3 separate regions of the Mus musculus genome follow, and all the other regions are linked to region 3. The links are chromatin contacts, called in public HiChIP or PLAC-seq maps. All regions are on one chromosome and are shown on one strand. The core of a region is the stretch at or near the end of the contact, and the rest is flanking DNA. Distances in the headings are between cores, read along the strand shown. Region 1 holds the start of AY702103 (cDNA sequence AY702103). Region 2 has its middle 66 kb from the start of Gm52302. Region 3 overlaps Tbc1d5 (TBC1 domain family, member 5).

What was found. HiChIP or PLAC-seq counts read pairs in DNA pulled down with a chosen protein or histone mark.
Region 1: an H3K27ac HiChIP or PLAC-seq map of large pre-B cells shows a contact between it and region 3, with 4 times the contacts expected there. The contact joins the promoter of AY702103 here to the enhancer-like site in region 3. A contact is called at or near these places in 3 of 39 promoter capture datasets (the 3T3-L1 cell line, liver and neutrophils), 1 of 115 datasets of contacts at active chromatin or transcription factors (large pre-B cells) and 1 of 9 other capture datasets (embryonic stem cells).
Region 2: an H3K27ac HiChIP or PLAC-seq map of large pre-B cells shows a contact between it and region 3, with 7 times the contacts expected there. The contact joins two enhancer-like sites. A contact is called at or near these places in 1 of 484 Hi-C or Micro-C datasets (bone marrow-derived macrophages) and 2 of 115 datasets of contacts at active chromatin or transcription factors (cardiomyocytes and large pre-B cells).

Annotation. Positions count from the first base shown.
Region 1 is chr17:50,237,614-50,240,528 of GRCm38.p6, forward strand. It overlaps AY702103 (cDNA sequence AY702103), which reads left to right and starts at 1,595. Exons shown (of 2, transcript NR_131975.1): 1 at 1,595-2,915.
Region 2 is chr17:49,967,178-49,970,021 of GRCm38.p6, forward strand. No RefSeq gene overlaps it. Among named protein-coding and RNA genes, the nearest start is that of Gm52302, 66 kb to the right of the region's middle. Within about 2 kb of position 1,449, at least 40 of the 459 cell types and tissues checked have an H3K27ac peak or open chromatin away from gene starts, as enhancers often do.
Region 3 is chr17:50,762,032-50,765,314 of GRCm38.p6, forward strand. All of the region lies in intron 18 of Tbc1d5 (TBC1 domain family, member 5), which reads right to left. Among named protein-coding and RNA genes, the nearest start is that of Gm41598, 27 kb to the right of the region's middle. Within about 2 kb of position 1,585, at least 73 of the 459 cell types and tissues checked have an H3K27ac peak or open chromatin away from gene starts, as enhancers often do.

The sequences.
Region 1 (2,915 bases), core at 345-2,844, 520 kb before region 3:
TGAAGGGTCACCCACTCTCAAAGGCAGACTCCTCCGCTAAATGGAATTTCTAATGCTTTACTTTTAAACATCCGCTGTGTGTGTGTGTGTGTGTGTGTGTGTGTGTGTGTGTAGGACAACTCGTGGATGTTAGAAGACGCCTTGTTAGAGTTGGTTCTCCCCTTCCCCCACTTGGGTCCCAGAGATCAGGTCACTTGACTTGAGGCAAGCATGGTCACCCTGTGAACCATCGTGACTGTCATGTATTTTTTTATTTGATTTTTTTTTAAAGGTAGGATCTTAGTAACCCAGGCTGACTTTGAAATCCTTGTATAGCTGAAACTGACCTTGAACTTCTGACCCTTCTGCCTCCAGGACTGGGACCACATAGGTGTGCTCCACCACACTCTTCTGTACAAGGTGCTGGGGTGGAACCCAGAGCTTCCGGTGTGTATTGTGCAAGCAGCCTGCCAGCTGAGACACACGCCTTCCTTGTGTGTTGCTGAGAGGGAGGAGGAAGAGAGAATCTGAAAGGGGGTTGGGTGTCAAGAATTACTGATGTAGCAGTAAGAAGCGCTAAAATGCTTCCTCTACTTTATCCCACCATTTGGGACACTCCTGGGCCGGCAAGCGTGCTTCTGGATGCTTTGGAAAGCCACAGCAGGGAAGGTGGGGTCTCCTTAAAGCTGGAGAGATGATGTGGAACTGTGGGGACCGTGGTGGAACAGACAACACATCTTCTTTCAGGGTGTCGTCCTTCAGCTGCCAATTGCCAGCAAATGTGGTCTCATCGTCCTGTTTGCCAAAGCCAAGGGTGTGTATAAGACCCAGGAGCGAGAGGGTGTGGCCTTTGGAGATCTCTGCCGTGGGCTGTCAGTTTGGGAGAGCAGCATGGTATCCCAGTCACCAAGTAGTAGAGGTACTGGGGACTGGAGGAAGCAAAGCAGCAGGAGCCCTGTGACTGGGCACTCAACATGGAAGCCAGGGAGATGGCAAGCTCTCAAATTAGCAAGGGACATCTGAGAGATTTAGACTTCCTGCAAAGGGTAGTCCAATTCTAGAACGATTCTCCAGGATCTAGAAGATGTAGGTCTGTGCACAGCTCACTGTGACTCAGCTACCAATGTCAGTGGTAGGACTGTACCACTAGTGTGTTTGTTCAAGACGGTGCCTCCAAGGTCCTGCTGGCTGCAGATATCCCTGCCTCCAGGTCCTCAGAATCTAGCTTCAAGACTGTGTCCTCTACCAGCAAATCATCTTTCCAGGACAGGTGTTCTTTCTTGTCAAGAGAAGGGAATGTTGTCAAGATTACCCAGAGCTCTGAGAGCAGCTGGAACAACACTTTAAAAAGGGGTTCATGACAACACCTGGGTTAGATATGCAGGCCACTCAAGTGCCAGGAATGGCTTTCCTGCCCTGGACTCCCTTTGCAAACTCTATATATTTTGTAAACTCTGTACACTTTATAAAGTTTGTAAACCTCAACTCAGAAAATGGTCCTGGCTGAGACTGAGGCTCTCCAGCAGCCAGGCCCCTCCCCCAGAACCCCACTAACTGTCATAACTGTCAGAAGGGTCATCTCCAGCATGTCAACAGGCCCCACCCACGTTATGCTAATTCTAGGTGAAAAGCCTGAATAAAAGCCACCAATTCCTGAATAGGAAAATCCACCAAACCCTGAACTTCCCACAGAAACTCACCTATCCCTGGACATCAAAACCCACCAATCCCTGAACAGGTAAACTCACCAATCCCTGAGCTCCCTCAGGCTCAGAAATTGAGATGCCAGCCATCCTCACTCTGGAAATCTTACTCTAGAAAGGTCCATGCCCTAAGAACACCTATACAAGCACTGGACTTTGTCCAATTAGCAAGTGCTCTCTGCACTCTCCTGAAACCATAGGCACTAATATTCCAGGATGCATTCTTCCATACTGTGGACACACCAATGAATGCCTTTCATGAGCTCTGCTGTCATGTTCTTCTCTCATTGGAAGAAGACAAGAAGCAATGAAGACAAGAAAGGAAGAGAAGGAGTAGGCTTGAGGCTCCTGAGCTCAGCTGGGGACATCCTTCCCTGGAGCTGGGAAGCCTCCAATGAGGAAGGAGACTTCCTCTCAAAGATGTGTGGTTCCTGGGCCCCCGTGTCTCCAGAAACCCTTCCCTTGGGACACTGTCACACCTCAGAGCTGGATGGTTCCTGAGTTCCAAGGCCCTGAACACCTTCTCATCCAAGCACAAAGGCCAACAACCAGGGCCACTGGCCCTACAAGATCCAGATATCATCTGGTAAAGTCTGAGAACCAACTCCCAGAGATGGGTCATGCAGAAGTTAATCCTGAAGCTCCATCTTCCTCAACACTGGCAGATAAAAGCCACCCAGGAGCCTCCACAGGAGCGCCTGTCTCATCAATGGGTCCAGCCATATTCCAGATTTGGAAGGACCTTTGCAAGGATCTGACAAACATTGCAGGAAGATCTCTGAGAGATCTGTACAGGATCCCAGAGGGTTCCCTGGGCAAAGATCTAGAGGCTGTCTCCGAGACACGGGTGGACAGTTGCTATGTCAGACAGCCAAGAAGTGACTCACCAAGTCCCCAGCTAGTCTCCCCAGGAAAACAGCAGCTAGAGGGTATACTGAAAACCACTCAAGCAGCAAGTGGAGCCATTACAATGCCATTAAGGTGCCTGTGGGCACTTGTCAAGGAATTGCTGTGGACCACACAGTGGTCCTGCCTGAAAACTCAGAGACAAGTTCTGAAAACCCAGAGACAAATATGGAAGCTCAGAAGCAGTGATCCTTGAATGATGGGGCCACCTGCAAGAATATTTCCCAATGGGCCTTCATTCCTACAAGAAGATGCCTTTTGGGTGAGGCAAAAAGATGGAGCTTGCTTCTCAGAGACCTCAAAATCCTACATCTTTCCAACACAAAC
Region 2 (2,844 bases), core at 199-2,698, 790 kb before region 3:
GAGCACAATTAGAAATGAGAGGCGCAACAGTAAATGTCAAAATAAAAGCATTCAGAGCTGGAGTGATCTCCCCCAGCCCAGTGAGTGGTTTAAGGCTGCCTTACTATGCTCCTGACAGACGTGGGCGGCAGGCATCACAGCGTGCCCCTTTCTCGGGTGAGCAGTGTGAGTCTGCACTTACCCCTGACGCTGGGCTCTTCCCTCGAATGACTGCACCCTTACCACTGACTTACTCTAGGCTGTGGGCTGTGGGTTCATGCCAACATCTAGCCTTATGGGTTACAGAGTAGCCGTTTAGTTAGGTCGCCACATTCTTTTCCATTCTTTGTCAGGGTGGCTCTGTGTTCTAGGTCTCTCAGGTCTCCAGCTTGGCAATGGCACTTGAGGCATTAAAGAGGTTGACTATGATTGCTGGCAGAAAGTATTCAGGACTGGGGATGAAGAGCTGGTGCAAGGAAAGACAGGCATCACCGCTGTGCTCAGCCAAGGCCACACAACTGTGGAGTCTTGGCTGGTACACCCTCTCACACTCGCCAGACTCTGGGACCCAACTCTAAGTACATGTATGAATTACAATGGACACAGGTGGGCCTCTTACCACCAACCCCCCAAAAGAATCCTTCAGCATAGGTTAGAGATGTGCCCCGGGTGTGACATGCTTCTGTATAGGAGCCACCCAGAAGCAATCTTAGTCACTTCCCTACTACTTCTCCTGTGACCAAGGTTAAGTTCCCAGGCTATTCTCAGCCAGAGACCCACTGATTATCAACTAGCTTCTTGGTAAGGCCTGCTTTTGGCCTTTTCAGAATTCCTCCTTCTTCCTTGAGAGTGAGAAGGGCACGCTAGCGACATGTCTGTGTGGCTGCTATATTCTGGTGTGGCACTCCTGCCTGTCTCCCGTGGTGGTTCCATTGTTGTGGGCAAGGAGGCTTCATGGCTTTGGGCGTGGCTCCAGCTCCGGCTCTGGCTCCGGCTCCGGCTCAGATGCATATATGGGCTTACGAAGCTGTTGCTTGGAAGGGCAGCAGCCAGCGTTTGAGTGGTGAGTGAACATGTACAATGCTCCACTGTCTGAAGAGAAGCCTAAGAGCGATATGGAAAGAGAATAATCACCCCTGCCCTTGTCCACAGTGTCCGACATCCACAACCATGAACTGGGGCCCTTTCCCTTGATCACACCTAAGCAGCGCTGAGTTCCCTGGCTCTTCACTCAGACTTCCTCCCCCACCCCATGATCCATCCGTTCAAGCCCAGTTTTAAGCTCCACTTCTGGTAGGATTGGCTGTTTCCTTTGCCCATCTCCCTACTCCGAGGAGATTTTAACATAGACTTTAATTTCATTGATAACGTTCGCCCTGACTGGACGAGATTATTGAGGGCAGGAAGTAGGGTGTGTCTCCCACAAGCTCAACGGCACTGCCCACAGTAGGCAGGTGCTTCCTGTGGCCTTTGCACATTAGAGCAGGATGAGAGATCAGGACACAGAGTGTGGCATCACTGCTGGTCCACTATGTGCTGGGCACTGGTGCTGCATCGCTGGACTGGTCCCTGGTATGTTAATGACGGACAGGGATACGTTGTTGTACTACACACCTAGCCCCTCAGTCTGGAATGTACACAGTAGCCTCCAGAGTGCTAATCCTGCAAAGGATGCTATGAAGTTGTGTGTTTAAGATCAGTTCTTTCCTGGATAGGTATTTTTCAAGATGTGTGAGTTATGAATGTTTTCTTAAATTAACATGGTGCTTTTAATTCATGAATTTTTCTGTGCCTCGGTTTTTTTCTGAAGGTGGCTCTCCAGAAGCAGAAGATCTCTATCAGCATTAAGCAGCAGAGGGCACTGCAGCTAAGGAGATGAAGCAGCAGAAATAGCTACACATGGAAATAGTGGAGACTCTGTGAACCTCCTCACTGATAGCATACAACAACTATGTTAATGTAGTTGAACTACAGCCTATATATATATATATTTTTTTTTTACCTTATTTAATTTAAAATGAAAGACAAGCTAAAGATTTCATGGAAAAGAGTCAAGGAGCATTTTCTATCTCAGAGGATTTAAATTATTATTGCTTATTATTATTATATTAAATATACTATGTATAATATTATTATAATTATATATAACATTTTAACATAATTTGTTATAGTATATCATAATAATTATTATAAATATATTTTAATTACTATAATTAAAAGTTATAATTGCATATTTATATAAATTTTTGTTTATATAAATGCAAATGTAAATATAAGATATAGCTTATATTATATTAAATAATTAATATATAATTACATTAGTATATATTATTCATATTATATATATGCATATATATTCATTATAATGACCTTGAACTCCTGCTACCTGGGGATCTACCTTTCCAGTTGCTAGAAGCATAGGCTATGCCTCCACAGCTGGTTACATGCAGTGCAAGGGATGAAACCCAGGGTTTCATGTTTTCTGGGCAAGCACTCTATCAACTGAGCTATATCTCAGCAACAGCATAGTCCAACTCTATGACAGGTTCATCATCCCACAAAGAACCCCTGTAGGTTACCATCCATTTTCCATCCTCCTTTTTATACCTTTAAAGTTTTGTCCATTTTGAATATTTCATATAAATAAAGTCATGAAGTATATGCCATCGTTGTGGTTTCTTTAACTTAAGATGACTCCAGTGTTTTCAGGGTTGCAGCATGTATCATTTCTTTATTGCACTGTATGGATACACTATATTTTTGTTTGTCCATATAGATATTTAGTTTTACTTTTGAGCTGCTGTGATCATCAATTGATGCTCATGTTTTGGGGACTGTTTGTATGTGTTTGCCTATGTGCTGTAC
Region 3 (3,283 bases), core at 335-2,834:
GATAAAAAGGCAACTCTTACAAGGACAACAGTTAATTAGGGCTGGCTTGCAGGTTCAGAGGTTCAGTCCATTATCATCAAGGTGGGAGTGTGGCAGCATCCAGGCAGGCATGGTGCAGGAGGAGCTGAGAGTTCTACATCTTCATCTGAAGGCTGCTAGCAGAATACTGGCTTCCAGCAGCTAAGATCAGGGTCTTAAAGTCCACGCCCACAGTGACACCACACCTACTCCACCACGGAGAACACCTGCTAACAGTGCCACTCCATGGGCTGAGCGTATATAGACCCTCACAATGAGCTTTTCATGTATGGATCCATTTACTCTTCACAACAAACCTGTGTGGCAGATCCTCTCATTTACTGACAGATATTCCTGTCAGCCATATTCTCTGGGAGTATATGCTCCAGGTTAGGCAGCCAACCAAGAACCAGATCCCTTGGCTGCTCGCCCATGTCTTCCCTAGATGGACTCACATTCATGTTCTACGCTTTCCTAGCAAAGATTTAATGCACATTTACCAACTGTAATGGAGATACTAACTTCTAGTGGTTCACTAAACTATTTCCTTTCTAAAATGTTTAGAAATGGTTTATCATTGTAGTACATTTCAAATCCACTGCTTGTAAGGGTGAGGCAGGAAGATTGCTGGCAGTTGAAGATCAGCCTGCACTACATGGTGAGACCTTATTTAAAAGAAGAAAGGCATTTCTACAGGGGCATTAAGTTGGCTGAATATTATGCAATTTGGTTGTTTATAAAATACATCTTTCAGGTGTTAGTTATATACCTTCAGTACCTTTTTGATATTTTTTAAATAGTATAAGGTTTTATGATTTATTATTTACTTCCTTATCAACTTGATTAATAAATACATTCATTTACATTGTGTTAAGCCATGCAGAAAATACAATAACAGTTGAGATGTGGGCTCCTGGCCTCTATGAGTTTAGAGGAAGATACAGTCTGTACGTTCTTAAAGCCAAGAAAGGAGTAGGAAGCTCTGGAGAAGATGCAGGAGGATGCATGGAAATGAGAGCATGTTTTCTAGAATTCTGAAGGTACTGAAGGAGGAGGAATCAGAAGCAATGATAGAAAAGCATGTTCCAGGAAACAAGGATCCAGTCAACAAAGTTTTGTGTGTGTGTGTATGCAAGTGTCTGTGTGCATGTACAGGAGAGTGGCAGGTGAGCAAAGGAAAAACCAGTAATGAAGTCAAGTCAGAGAACTGAGAGGAGCAGGATCTTCAGATGGGCAGAAACCCCTCTCTCACATTCTTCCTTCCAGTAATGTGTGAGATGCTAGGGTCTGACACATAGTCTGCTGTTCCCACTGTCCCTAATGGAGACCATGTTTGAGGGTCACTTATGGACAAGAGTGACTGTCAGTTTTGCAGCAAAACAGGGCGAGAAGGGTCCTGGGGTGGGCTCTGCTCAGCTTCTAAGAGTGTCCTCAGATCACAAGATAAGCAGACATGGGAGCCAACACTGACAGCAGCAGCAGGAACCAGCCAAGAATAGCAGCTAGAGACAGGAAAGGCGCCCAGTCTTGCTTGAACAGATGGGTGAACAAGAAGTGGGAAGAACAGGAAACGGAAAGTCTTGATGAGAAGGAGGAAGGCTGCAGATGCTCTGAGGAAGCTGTGGTATACACAGGGTAAAACACACACACACTCGCGCACACACACTTGGTGTGAATGAAACCCAAGCCAGAGAAGCATATGGCAATAGCCCTGGAAGACAGCATCAGGAAAAATAGAACAAGAACACAATGACTACATATTACACTGCATTAAATGACAGGGTATGGGTGTGTGAAGCAGTTCAGCCGCTGTACTGGAGAACAAGCTGGAATATGAACGCTATAGCCCTAGCATTAGTGTATAAGAGGCCTGTCACATACAATAGTTAGGGCTTTAACGAGTCAGCAACTCTTTGAGCCCAAATATAAGATGGTAACACTATTTAGTATGGCCTGTAATTCTTAGGGGATTGGATTATTGGAGAGTCTTGATAAAGGACACAGTTTGGCCTAACAAGTGCTTTATAAATGTTACTTTTTTGTTGTTTTGTACTAGCAATGTACTCCTAGAACATTACCCCAGGGAACCATGTGCATACATAAAAGCAACTGAAGATATTAGTCAGGCATCCAAGGACAGCACATATACTCACGTGAACCCTGCATGTTTTTTAAAAATATTCTGTTGATGGACAATTCACAGACATACAACAGATGACTAACTGGAAAAATAAGATTGCAATGTATAAGTTTTTTTTTTTTTTTAAGTAGTCTTGACTTTGAAAAACATGGTGGGATTATACTTTTTTTTTTTCTGGATTTTCTACAAGGATATGGGGTTATATATTTACAAGAAAATAAGATTATTATGTGAACAACATACTAGGGAAGACATTTTTAAAAAGCAAAAGGGTTGGCTGGGGAAATGCCTCAAGCATAGAGACCCAGCTTTGGACCCCTGCATCAACTTCTCATCCAGCTGTAGCCATGTGTGATGCAATCCAGTGGTGACTATATGTGGACACTGATCTCTGGAGCTTGCTAGCCAACTAGTCTAGACAAACTGGTGTTTTGCTATGTATGTGCACACGTGTGCATGTGTGTGTGCATGCGTGTGTGCGTATGCGATTCTGTGCGTGCATGTACAGGAGAGTGGCAGGCGAGCAAAGGCGGAACAAATTATGAAGTCAACTCAGAGAACTTGGAGAAGCAGGTCCTTCAGATGGGCAAAAGGCCCTCCCTTCCATTCCTTTCTAGTCAAGAAGCTGTGGTTCAGCAAGAAACCCTGCCTCAAACAATAAGGTGAATGAGGTGGAGAGTGAGTGAGGAGGACACCTGACTTCAATCTCTAGCATCCCTAAGCATGTTACACATATGTACATACAAACATATAACCTTGTAGTGGTGAGTTTTATGCTACACCGGTTTGTGCTCCTGGTGGGTGGCATGCATGCATCCACTCAGGGGCTATCTGGATTTGCAAATGGAAAACACACACACACACACACACACACACACACACACACACACACACACACACACACACTAGCTAACTTTAAATGCTTTGGATACCTCAAAGGCTGGGTGGGTACTCCTAAACCTTCCACTGATACCCCAGGCCCAAACAGGGAAGTGGCCAGGAGCCACCCACCGTTCTCACAGGGCAGAGAGGCTTCATCTCCTGCGCCTGCGTCCCACCCTTCTACCCCGAGTCATTGGAATTCTATTCGTTCCTCTCTGCATCTACCTGCACAGCGCTCAGTGT